Regions from separate parts of the Mus musculus genome. Here region 1 is linked to region 2. The links are chromatin contacts, called in public promoter capture Hi-C maps. All regions are on one chromosome and are shown on one strand. Each heading gives the region's core, a stretch centred on a gene start, on an enhancer-like site or on the middle of the called end of the contact. The rest is flanking DNA. Distances are from core to core; before and after follow the strand shown.

Region 1 (6,225 bases), core at 1,235-3,734, 840 kb after region 2:
AGTGGTACACACCTTTCATCTGGGCCACACCTTCTGCTGAAGGCCTACATAAGGACAGTAGAAGGAAGATTCACTCTTCTTTGCCTACTTGCATTTATTTGCCAGCACATCTGTTGGAATCTACTAGCCTTGTGGGACTGAGCAACGACTAGATCCTTGGACTTCCCATTCACCACTGCCCATTGTTGTGTTAGTTCAACTACAGACTGTAAGTCATCATAATAAATTCCCTCAATATAGAGAGACATTCCATAAGTTCTGTGACTCTAGAGAACCCAGACTAATACAACGCCCAATCTGAGGGTTGCTTGTGGGTGATCCTGCTGCTCTGATCAAAATGCAGCAATAATCACAACCTTTGAGGAGGGCCTTCCACAACCATCTGCCTCTTTTATTGGAGGACAAAGAATGTATCATGTTCATTTAAAATAGCAAAAACACATATGACAAGCACTACAATAGTCGTCTCTGACAGTAACTGTCTGAGTCCTTGGTTCTTTGGTCTCCTCAAGGGAACCTGTGGGGTGTTTCTTGGCACATAGTATTTAGAAATCATGTTAGCCTAATGCGAGTGTAAGCGTGCAACCAGCCCCAAGGGATGTGGATCTCCCAACTCTGATTGCGTGGGCGATCCAGCACGTTTTTCAGGGAGTCCAAACTAAGGGTGTGGGTAACTGCAGGTTGGCCCCAATAGGCATGCTGCTGTCAGAGAGGGACCTCCAAATTATTCCTCATTCCTGAAGGCCAGCGATAGACACACTTCCACGTAAAGTGATCCCCAACACTTAGGACAACCCTTTGAGGTCAGAATTCTTTCTCCCCGTTTTAATTCTGAGCGATCCAAGAGTTCACTTATTTAACTGCTTATGCGGAAGTGGTGTTTTAACTTGTGGATCTGACCTCAATTTCTTAAAATTGAATTTTGTTCTTATCTGCCTAAAAACAGAAATAGTTTTTCTCAGGCAGCAACAGTTACCACTGAGGAGGTAAAGCAACAGTGGCAACGCCTCTGCCTCAGTGACCTCTCTCTTCCTTTCTTCTTCCAGCACTGCGAACACTGGGGGCTCTCACAAGCTCTCAGAACAAGAGCCAGAGGCTGCAGATAAAGGCCTGTTCATCCCACACAGCCCTTTCCTAAGGGAGCATTCTTGCCTGCTGTTTCAGTATCTTTTTGTGACATTCCAGAATCTGTCCCTCGGTGTGAAATTATGTATGTGCACCTACAGAACTTTAGCTGTGTGTGATAGGTATGTACAATGACTTTTGTTACATTGCTCTTTCCAGCTTTGGAGCAGTGTGCAGGGGGTAGGTCCCGCAGTTAAGTGCCTCAAATTACAGCCTCTGACTTCAGAGCCAGCTCTCCTACCACTTGGCCAAATCACCTCTCTACAAATCATTGGGTATGGAACTCCTTTAACACATTTCTCCCTGAACTTCTAGGGATGGTGGCCTTCTCCTAACCCTCAATTAACTGAATACTGGGAGGCTTTATTCATTTGTTTATGTATTTATTTTTTACAGTGCCAGAGATAAGCTTCACCCAAACTGGGGAACTGTTCTACCCCCCTCCCCCAACCTCAAGTCCTACCTAGTATTTAAAAGAAATTAGACTGTACTGTTTAGACCAGTATTGTGTTCTCGGTAAAGCTGAAATGAAAGTACAAATGCTCTCCCTGACCCCCTTATGCATAGCTTCCCTCCTCACCACCATCCTCCATATCGGGGCACATTTGTTACAACTAATAAACTTAATCCTGCTCCAGGCGCATCTTTATCGCCCACAAAGTTCATAGCGTACATGGGGCTCATCCTTGCTGTTGCACACTCTGTGCCTTTGAACTAATTTATGACATGTATCACAGAGTACTTTGACTACCAAAAAAGGAAAACAGTAATACCAAAAAACCTATTCCCTAATGAGGTACTTTTTAAGGGGTGATATAAGGGGGGGGGGCGGATATGGTAGCATACTACTGTAATTCCACCACTTAAGAGGCAGAATGATCAGGAGTTTCAGGCCAAATTAAGACGTGTGTGTGTGTGTGTGTGTGTGAGAGAGAGAGAGAGACAGAGACAGAGAGACAGAGGAGAGACAGAGACAGAGAGACAGAGATCTCTTAGAGTCTAGACTCAACTCTAGGTGGTGTGCCCCAAGTGAAGTTCAGCCTCTCCCAGTTTGTGCATCTCTCCAAGACTCGCCTAGGAACCGGTTCCTCCCCCTTTTGTTTAAGTGTCAAGCGAATGGGTTTCCTGTTGACTCTGGAATATTGTGAAAGGGCAGGAAGAGGCCAAGCCTCCTTGTCTCTCTCTCTCAACTCCCCAACCCCTTTATTTATTTTGTGCACGTCTGTTTGGGTTGTGGGGGTGTTTCCAGCTTGTGCGGCTGGAGGGCGGCCTCAGCAGCCCGAAACCCCTCCCCGAGGAGGCGAGGCCGGTCGGGAGCCCGCCCGATCCCAGGCTGGACCTCTGTGGGGCGGGGAAGGGAACCGGACGGGAAGCGAGCTGCCGAGGAGCTGCAGGCCGCCGGTGCGTGCCCAGAAGGCGGGGAGCTCGGCCCAGCCCGCGCCCCAGCTCCGCGCTGCAGGTGGAGCCCTCCTTCCCCGCCGAGCGCGCTGGCGAGGGCCATCCGCTGCCCGCAGCTCGCCCGCCGTCCCTGGGCTGCGCGGCGGCGCCTCGCCCATGGCTGAGGGCCGGCGGCGGGAGGACGAGGAGGAAGAGCTGCGAGAGCGCCGCGAGCTTGGGGGCCCGCGCCGCGCCCGGAGCCGCGCGCTCCCGGGCCACTCGGCTGCAGGTGAGACGCGGGGGACGCGGGGACCAGGGGCGCACGGGGGGTTGGGAGCATCTAGGACCGGGTTCTCCGCGCCCACTCATGCCCTGCCCAGCTCGGCAGCTGCTCTCGATGCTGCCTGGAGGGGACTGACACCTTTAACTCCTGATGGCGAGAGGGCGGGACAGTGGCCTTTCTATCCTTAGCCTCCTTTTCTCCTTTTTGAGAGAATTCAGATTGGTCTCTTTTACCTGTTAGTGGCCCTGGAGCCGAAACTCCAAAATTTCCGTGGAAACTAAATCCAAGGCGGCTGGTACTTGTGGCTGGGTGATTACTTATCTGTAGGTGAGTCAGAGGCCATGCCCTACGTCTATCTCTCTCTGGACCACGACCCATCCCTACGGTTTCGCCTGGGCCACCCCAACCTGGTCAGACCACGTGCCCATGCTGAATCAAGTCTTGTTTCAGCAGCCGGTGAACTTCGGACCTCTAGTCCCTTCCTTCCCTCCCCCACAGCGCTGATTTTCTGCTGGAGAGTTAATTTGTTGCAACTGCCCTCCCCGTTGTAAACCGGGAGTGCCCAATGTAGTATTGGAGAAGGGAATTCTTTTGGATGGAGGTCATTTGGGGGCCTATAGTTAGTTACCTTTAAGATCTTGTTTTGGGACACACCAACGAAGCACGAATCAAATAGCTTGGTGCATAAGTATAAAATTAAATGTAGATCCACCCTCCTTCCCTTTACCTGGGGTGGGTTTTCAATGTAACCGTAATGGAGAGGAAATTATTAGGCCAGCTGGTTAACCACAGTTATCTGAAACTGGATGGAAGAATTAACCTAGAAGATGCATAAAGAGGTGAAGGGATTGGGAAGAGTCATGGGAAATCCAGGCACCAGACTGGAGCCTTCTTAGAAAGGGAACATGGAGAGGCTCCTCTGTGTGACCACCAGGAGAAAGTTGGGTCTGTGGAATTGGAGGGCAGAAAATGGGATAAAAGCAAAAAAAAAAAAAAAAAAAAAAAGTCGGTAAGCGTATTCCGAGTAAGACATTCCGGAAGCTTAAAATTAACTTTATGCCTGCCTGCCTGCCTGCCACGGGGCCTTTTTTAGAGTAAGACACTTGACTGTTACCATGAACACCAAGTGATAATAATCGGTAGTTTTGTTCAATGTAAGCCTAACTGAAACAACACTTAACTGCTGCGTAAATAATTCAGTACCATGAAAAAGTTTGCAAAGTTGTGCCTTGGTTGCTTACAGATTTTAAAAGTGCATAAGTACCTTGGATTCTTGGTACCTTTTAGAAGAAAGTCTCCCTCTTACAGAGGACTGCACCATGGAGAGCAGTGTCGGAATTTAAACTAAATATGACCCAGATACAGGTTCAACGGTTCTTCAGTGTGTTTTTCCCCCCAAGGCCAGCACAAATGTTACTTTTGTAACTTTTTACTAGTTCCATAATGTCTGAAGACAAGGCCTAGTCTAGGCTCTGTGATAATAGTTTGCCGAGATTTGGTAGCGTCTGCACCCAGAAATAAGTGTTTTCAGCTCTCTTACCCTTAACATGGCTTCCTTCATGAAGGGGCGAGGGGTCAGCAAGTGCATGCTGCGTGTGAGAGGGTCAGACTTGTAATTTTAGATTTTATCGTCTTGGGGATAAATTATTTAATAGTCGACAAGTGGTGCTTCCCTCCCGCCTAATGTATTAGCGTGTTTTCCAACCCCTTGTTGCATTCCTTACCAAGCTTGGGCATTAACTGCAGTAGTTGTCTTCTTCCAAAAGAGAGTGGGAGCTCACCCAGAGGCCTGATGTCCCCCAGTCCCTCTGCTTTCTTCCTCATGGTAAATGGCTTTGCCTGTTCTTTGTGTTTCCTCCTCCCTCCCTCAAGTTAAAGGCTTTCTTTTTCTTTAATCTCGCATGGCCTGATACACACCATAACCCCGGGGCTTGTAGACTTGAAACAGCCAATGAACTTTCTCGCCCTGCTAAATTACATGTTTGCGTAAGTTTATCTATTTTTGTAATATACATACAATAAATTATAAAGCAAAGGCTCTTCTAACATTATGGCTGAGTAAGAAAAAGAATATATCAGGTCCTTGGAATGACATCATTCTCTATCCCTCCCAGACATTGTCCCTTCCCTCTGCATAGTTAACCATTAAAAACTTTTCCTGAGTGAGTGTGTGTGTGTGTGTGTGTGTGTGTGTGTGTATTTCTAGGGACTGAACTCAGGCCATTGTGTGTACTAGGCAAGTGCTTACCCACTTACTATTAAAAAGCTGTTTTTGAGATTGTTTTCTGTTTTTTTTTGGGGGGGGCGGGGGGGGGTTCAAGACAGGGTTTCTCTGTGTGGCCCTGGCTGTCCTGGAACTCACTTTGTAGACCAGGCTGGCCTTTCTGAACTCAGAGATCCACCTGCTTCGGCCTCCCGAGTACTGGGATTAAAGGCGTGTGCCACCATGCCCGGCCTATTTCCTGTTTTGTCTTTACAATTTACTATACACACACATTCCTATGCAATACTGTTGAAGTTTGTACCTTGATTTAGGTAGACTCATCCTGATTGCCGCCTTTCTCTCAAGGTCATGCTCTGTAGCCCGGTCTGCCTCACCCCCTAAGAGCTGGATTACAGGAGTATGGGCACCAGCGTTCTTTTTTTAAACATCATGCTTTTTGTTTTCTTTTGTTTTGTGCAGGGAATCCTTAGAAAACAAATGTGTTTTAGTAATCATTTCATCTTACACGTAAGAGAGGAGGCTAGTTGATTCAGTTCTTACCTTCATAATATGTATCTGTAAGTTTACTCAGGTTTTGCTTGTTTGTGGAGGCAGGGAACATGCATGCTAGAGGTTGACCCCAGGGCCCTACCCATGCCAAACATAAGTTCTTTCCAGGCCTGGTTTGTTGTTGTTTTAATTTATTTTTAAGGTTCAAAGATATCACCAAGGGCACCAAATGGACTTTTTCCTCATATTGATCAAATTGGTTTTTTTTAAATTCTATTTCAACCCCCTCCCTCACCCATTACTTCTTTGTGTTTCTGTTTTGCTCTTAGTGATAAAGAGAACCGCATAGAAAAAGTTATAGCCTACCAGGGATGGGGTGGGGAGGGGGAGCTTAAAAGAGAAAGAGAGCAAGCAAAAGGATGCAGAAGATGAGGAGGAAGAGAAAACCATTTGAAAATGGGGCTGTCACGCAATTGACATGCATTTGTGAGGAGCCAGGGGAGCAGAGAGGACAGCACTGCCAGGTCCTGCTGGGCACTGATGCCGGAGGTGTGAACCCGGCAGCTTGAGAGATTCATTGTTGATGGTGTGATACAAAATTCTGATTGCCTCACTTGACAGTTAAAATGTAAAAGCCAGACACATCTGAACTCTTGGAGCATCTTACTGACCCATTAAATGTCACTCTCAGGCAGGGCAGACAAGATGTGAGTATGTGAACCCAGCT
Region 2 (6,980 bases), core at 3,603-6,102:
GAAGTGTCCTACGGAGTCATTCGGGGATGGGATGGACTCAGTTGCATTGCTGTTTGCGTCTAAGGAGAGTCACAAGTTTGGAGAGGGGTGGGGTCAGAAACGTTGAGATCATGACAACGTTGGGGAAACTGGGAAAGACAGCTGGCATGCGGGTGGGGCGGAGGGCAAAGGTGGACCAGGGAACCTCAGTGCCTCCACCCTGGAGATGTTTAATAATAGAGGAGGCAACAGCTGCTGTTGGTCAGGGTGTGCCTCCGTCTGCAACTGGGGTGCTTAGTGAACAGTTCTCCCTGAGCATAAGGTGAATAGTTTGGAGGCAAAATTGAGCAAGAGTGAGAGGCTGAGAGAGAGTGATGAGAAGCAATCCAGCCTCCCTTGATCCCGCAATGCCTGCAACTCCCTCCACTGGACTCTGACACCTTCAGTGTCTGTTGCAGGCTTTCCCCTGCCCACCTTTTAGTAGGACCCTCCTCTCCTTTTCCTAAATATCAACTGCTGAGCACAACCACTCTGTGACCTCTACCAGCTTCTGTCTTGCAGTATAAAATGTGGTCCTTGCAAAACAGCAGATGGAAAGACCTGGAGGGGTTGAGTGTCTTCTAGGCACTGTGAGGAGTGGAGAGAACTGGTTGTGGAGATAGCTGAGAGCCTGAGCCTCTGGCAGAGTGGTGAGAGGCAAAGCCATGGGGGCTGTGGCTTTTGAGTCCGGAATTGCCAACGGGTTCTTGTTGAGAGCAGTGCACCTAAAGGGCAGGAGTTCTGAGCACAGTGGCCACGCAGCCTATGTCAGGTTTTCTCAGCTGCCCAGGTGACAGATAATTGCTTCCACTTCTCCCCCTTGGTTCTGGAGATGGAACCCAAGACCTTGCCCATATTAGGCAAGCAGTCTACCATTGAGCTATATCCCAAGACTGATACTTGTTAAGTTCATAACCATTTAAGCCTAGTGCAATGAGCATGAGCTGCATATTCAGGTCTCAAGTACAAGGGGACCTTCCCATCCTCACCCCATCACATGTGAAGTACAAGGGGACCTTCTCATCCTCCCCCCATCACATGTGAAGTACAAGGGGACCTTCTCATCCTCCCCCCATCACATGTGAAGTACAGGGGACCTTCCCATCCTCACCCCATCACATGTGAAGTACAAGGGGACCTTCCCATCCTCACCCCATCACATGTGAAGAACAAGGGGACCTTCCCACCCTCACCCCATCACATGTGAAGTACAAGGGGACCTTCCCATCCTCACCCCATCACATGTGAAGAACAAGTGGACCTTCCCATCCTCACCCCATCACATGTGAAGTACAAGGGGACCTTCCCATCCTCACCCCATCACATGTGAAGTACAGGGGACCTTCCCATCCTCACCCCATCACATGTGAAGTACAAGGGGACCTTCCCATCCTCACCCCATCACATGTGAAGAACAAGGGGACCTTCCCACCCTCACCCCATCACATGTGAAGTACAAGGGGACCTTCCCATCCTCACCCCATCACATGTGAAGAACAAGTGGACCTTCCCACCCTCACCCCATCACATGTGAAGTACAAGGGGACCTTCCCATCCTCACCCCATCACATGTGAAGTACAAGGGGACCTTCCCATCCTCACCCCATCACATGTGAAGTACAAGGGGACCTTCCCATCCTCACCCCCATCACGTGTGAAGGTTCTTTGTATAAGTCAAGATTGTTGACTGATCGTCACATGGGGAAGAATGATTCAAGGTACAGGGCTTCCTTTGACTCTTTTAACTTCTTTGAGCCTTAGTTTCCTCATCTGACTATGAGAGTGGAATTGAATGAAATGTTATCTAACATCTTATCATATAATGGTCCATCATTCTTACTCAGGTCAAGTAGCTCATTCCCTAAAGCATTCTCTCTCTCACATCTATTTATCTGTCCCTCTATCATCTACTTACCTACATATCTATCAACTATCTAGCTATCATCTATACATCTACACATCTATTATCTAGCTATCATCTATTTGCCCATATATCTATCATATCTATCAGCTATCTATCTATCTATCTATCCACTATCTATCTATCATCTATACATCTATACATCTATACATCTATTATCTAGCTATCATCTATTTGCCCATATATCTATCAGCTATCTATCTATCTATCTATCTATCTATCTATCTATCTATCTATCTATCCACTATCTATCTATCTATCATCTATACATCTACACATCTATCAACTATCTATTATCTATCTATCATCTATAAATCTACACACCTATCATTCATCTATCTATCTATCTATCTATCTATCTATCTATCTATCTATCTATCATCTATACATCTACACACCTATCAATTATCTATCTTTTTTGCTTTTTATTTTTTTATTAGATATTTTCTTTTTTTGTTTTTTTTTAATTATTATTGGGTTCAATTATCTATCTATCTATCTGTCTTAGTCAGGGTTTCTATTCCTGCACAAACATCATGACCAAGAAGCAAGTTGGGGAGGAAAGGGTTTATTCAGCTTACAATTCCATACTGCTGTTTATCACCAAGGAAGTTAGGACTGGAACTCAAACAGGTCAGGAAGCAGGAGCTGATGCAGAGGCCATGGAGGGATGTTCTTTACTGGCTTGCTTCCCCTGGCTTGCTCATCCTGCTCTCCTATAGAACCAAGACTACCAGCCCAGAGATGGTCCCACCCACAAGGGGCCCTTCCCCCTTGATCACTAATTGAGGAAATGCCTTACAGTTGTATCTCATGGAGGCATTTCCTCAACTGAAATTCCTTGCTCTGTGATAACTCCAGCTGTGTCAAGTTGACACAAAACTAGCCAGTACACTATCTATCTATCTATCTATCTATCTATCTATCTATCTATCTGAGACATTTGAGTATGCAATTTCTCTCTTTCTTTCATTTGAGGCAGCATTGTGTCTTAGTTCTGGCTGCTGTAACAAAATATGGGACTTACAATTTCTCCATACTGGAAGGTGGCAAGTCCAAGATCAAGGGGCCAGCAGATTGAATGTCTGGTGAAGGCTCCCTGTGTGGTCCACAGAGGGTAGCTATCGTTAAGTCCTCTTATGATGGAAAATGTAAACAGGCTCCCTTAGGCCCTCACTAGACACTGAATTTGTAGATCTTAAACTTCCCAGTCTCCAGAAATCTCTGAACAAGAAATTTCTATTTACACATTACTCAGTATAAGTTGTCATTTAAATGTATGGGCACCCATTGTTTGTGGGTTGAGCTCTTGCCCCCAATCCCAATAGATCAGACCAAACCATAATGGAGTCATTTATGTTAAGTGTACTTAAAAATCAAACCAAAACTTTAAAACTCAGGAAAGTTTCCAGTTTCCATATCCGGTTTCCTCGGCTCGCCTCAAGGGATACGATGCTGCCCAGTTGTGAATTTCTAGTAACAGTCAGTCCTCTCAATGAAATTATCTGGAATTTTGTTCTTTGACAGGATAGTTTGTTTTGGCAGCAGGAACAGGCTATGCAACCTCTGAGAGCTGGACTGTGGCTTCTACTTTCTTATCGGCCCTCAGCCTGGAATCCCTCTCTTAGAAGTGCCCCTAGGTCCTAGCAAATGGCCCTGGCAGAGCAGACAGCTTACTTTTTCCACCCAGCATGGAGCATCTGCCGTTGCTGCTACTTCTCTCGAATGGCCCTCTGCTTAGGTCAGGCTCACCCAGAAAAAAAAAAGTCACCTTTAATTAACTCAGTGTCCACTGATTTGGAACCTTGATGACATATGCCATAAATCAGAAAAAGACTCTTGTGTTCACAGGTCTCGTCTGCTCTCAAGGGTAGAAGATTCTCTAAGTGTGTATCTCAGATAAAAGGGACTCTGGGGTCAGGGTTCTCAGGATTCTACCTCACTCAGCTTTGAAGACAGGAGTCACAGTCTCAATACCTACCAGGATCAACAGACATAATGACCCAGAGAAGCCCAGGAAGTCAGCAGTAGGGAGCACTGGGGCTTATGGTGACCTGTGCTAGAAATGTGATCTCTGATAGGAATAACCTCCATCAAGCTGGGGAACTGCCAATATATTCTGGAAGTTCTAATTTTCATGTGAGAACAGCAGTTTTAAATTCCATAATTAAAAAAAAATGAATGAAGAGAGTGTCTGGGGACAGTGGAACTATGTAATATGATAGTAGACGCAGTTTATTATACATGTATCCAAATCACACCATGGACCAAGAGTGAATTTAATGTAAACTATGAACCTTAGGTCAGAATGCTTGTGAGTGTAGGTTGGAGCCTCTATACAATACTAGTGGGAGGTGCTGATACTGGGGAAAGCTGGGTATGTTTTGTGGCTGTGGGGTATGGGAAACTCTCTTTAACTTGCATGTGTGCTAAACCCAAAATGTCTCTATAAAAGTTAGTGTTTTAACTAAAAAATTAAGCCCCTGCCAGTTTGGGTCAGAAGCAAAATGACCCGTTGATCACTGGTTGGCATGTGTTCAGTTTTAGGGAAGGACAAATCCAGTTAAATGCAGTAGTAAACATGTCCTGGCCTGAGGAATCAAGCTCCAAGGATGGAGAAATTTCAGGAAGAATGTGACTCCATCATCAAACGAGGTCTCGTGTGGCAACACATCTGAGTAAGAAGAGGTTGGACATGGAAGTCAGACAGCAGAGATGGGGTAAGGCTAACTGGGGTAGGCAAGGTGGGAGGGTGGGAGCCCCTGGGCTCACTGGGCCAAACCTGTATTTACCCCCGAGGAAGGCTCTTTCAGCCCTCTAATGCAGTCCCACGAGCAGAGTGGCACATCACCTCACATTTGGACTCCAAACGCCTTCAATGGCTGGCTGGAAAATTCCTCCTCCAATTATACATACTTCTGCAGAAGGGTACACAGCTGTAACACACTACAAGAGCAGGGAAAAAGCATTGCAATTGGATACACTGAATAATGTGCTATTTCAACAATACCGGGAAGAATGTTGTATTATTAAAACACCATGGTCGTTTCAAAGAGCAACACGAAAGTCACCACGAGCAGGCATTAAGATCTGAGAATAACAAATATTGAGTTTTTCTCCAAGCTATGGTAGAGCAGAAATCCTTCAATCTGTTTAAACTTTCAGAGAATAGACAGGCTTTTAGAGGCAGGGATGACTGGGGTGAGAAAGAAATCGCTTTGGCTCTCATTCAATACCAGAATGGCGAAAGCATGGGTGTTTAACATCTCTGTAAGCAAGCTGTGCAGGCTCAGCAGAGTGGGTTGCTGAGCAACTACCAAAGGAGTAGGATTAGTGCTGAGTGCCAGTCCAGGTATTTGGACTCCTAGATGTCCACCTTTTCCTGGAATAAGCCAGAACAGGGCTATCATGACAGAGCTTTCAGTTCCCTTAATGATGCTCATTTCTGGGGATCTGATTGTGTTATGAGTTATATTAGGTTGAACTTGAGTACTTCAAGTCTTTTCCCATAAGCCCTCTCATTCTAGATCATTCTTACAGACTCCTTACTTGTATCTGGTCCTTAGACTGTTTCCTTTTTATAAACTTCTCTACCTATATCTTACCCTTACTTTGGATGTTAGCTAGTCAAACTGGTACCTTCCTGGTCCACTAAAACTTGGCCTCCTGTAAGCCACCTAGAACTCCTAGCTGAGGTCATTTGATTGTTGGGGTGGGAGGAGCTATGAACACTAGTTTGAAAAAAGAGAAAAAGAAAATGGGGAAACATGGTAATTGCTTAATCTTTGAGCAAGGGATAGACAGGTGGGTTTCATCTGTCCATGAAACCAGAGTAGGGTCACTCCCCTACAGAAGCTAAAACTCTTATTGATCTACCCAGGGCTTTTACACATTGGCTGTTCTAGGAAGGTAGCTGTTGTTTAGCTTCAGGAAATGGGCGGGGTTTCTTACTTCACCTGTGTGTTTGCTTTAGTCTCCTCTCTGCCACAGTAGAAAGTGGCTGACAAGGTAGATGCGGCTGCTGAGGTGGGAAATGGGCACCCTAACAATATTCCTATAAGACCCATCAGCAACTTGTCCTGACCCGTGGGAGCTTCTAGATCCCAGTTGGAAGCTACAGCACAGTGAAGTAAGCTCAGTCAGCTCCAATCCCAGCGAAAATCTTCATCCACTGGTCTCTTTCCTGTCAATCTGATTCATTAAACTTTTCACTGTTTCAACACTGTGACCCAGGAGGGTGGAACGCAGGCAGGGTTGGGAAATGGCACCATCTGAAGTTGAAGCCTCAAAGCCTTAATATCTCATGGATGGTGTCAGCCATCTGCTGCAGAGACAACTTAAAATAGAGGACAGATAAGCTTAGAGAGTCTCCCCAGACTCACCACAAAGACCTCATCTGAACACAATTTAATCTAAGGTAAATAGTAATCATGGAAACAGCATCTGATTTATGATAGAAATGAGTCTGTGCTCAACCTGAGGTATTAAAAATAAAAATGAGAAGTCTGTGTTGAAGAGTCATCTCTGGTTCTGTCTGAATGGGTGGCTGTCTTCACGGGCTCCAGGGGTCCTCTGGCACATTTGGTGGGTGCCACTCAGCAGGGCAGAGAATTGTTACAGCTTGATGACACCAGCCATTAAAAAATCCACCCATGCCCTGCTCTGTGACCTTGCCTGGAGCCAGTAATTTGGCTTTTCAAAAATACTTTATACTTTAGAAAAAAACGTGTTCGTCAGCTGCCAGTGTCTCGTGAGTTTGATTAGTTTGAACCAATCACCTAGAACCTCAATGAGTTCACGAAATTGAGCTCCTGATCCCTAAGATCTGAAGACATCCATGACCTTGTCAAGACACCAGCCAACCAGTTACAGTCTCGGCTGAATCGTTCAGAGGAAAGTCCTCATAGACTAGAAGAAGCATGGGAAGTATCAAAGATGAGGCTCACCCATCTCAGCGGGCATTCTTTCTCCAAACCTATTAGCCAGGTCAAAGGAAAGATTTCACAGTCAGCTGAGGGAGGAGGTGGACCTGGTTCTACAG

Evidence for each region. Promoter capture Hi-C pulls out the DNA fragments that hold promoters and counts their contacts.
Region 1: a promoter capture Hi-C map of hippocampal neurons shows a contact between it and region 2, with 2.4 times the contacts expected there. The contact joins the promoter of Sh3d19 here to the enhancer-like site in region 2. A contact is called at or near these places in 5 of 39 promoter capture datasets (the 3T3-L1 cell line, the C10 cell line, hippocampal neurons and 1 more), 2 of 115 datasets of contacts at active chromatin or transcription factors (astrocytes and embryonic forebrain) and 1 of 9 other capture datasets (embryonic stem cells).

What each region holds. Positions count from the first base shown.
Region 1 is chr3:85,968,634-85,974,858 of GRCm38.p6, forward strand. It overlaps Sh3d19 (SH3 domain protein D19), which reads left to right and starts at 2,485. Exons shown (of 22, transcript NM_001082414.3): 1 at 2,485-2,791.
Region 2 is chr3:85,128,564-85,135,543 of GRCm38.p6, forward strand. No RefSeq gene overlaps it. Among named protein-coding and RNA genes, the nearest start is that of Gm31096, 10 kb to the left of the region's middle. Within about 2 kb of position 4,853, at least 12 of the 459 cell types and tissues checked have an H3K27ac peak or open chromatin away from gene starts, as enhancers often do. A contact at or near this core is called in hippocampal neurons, where this site is marked.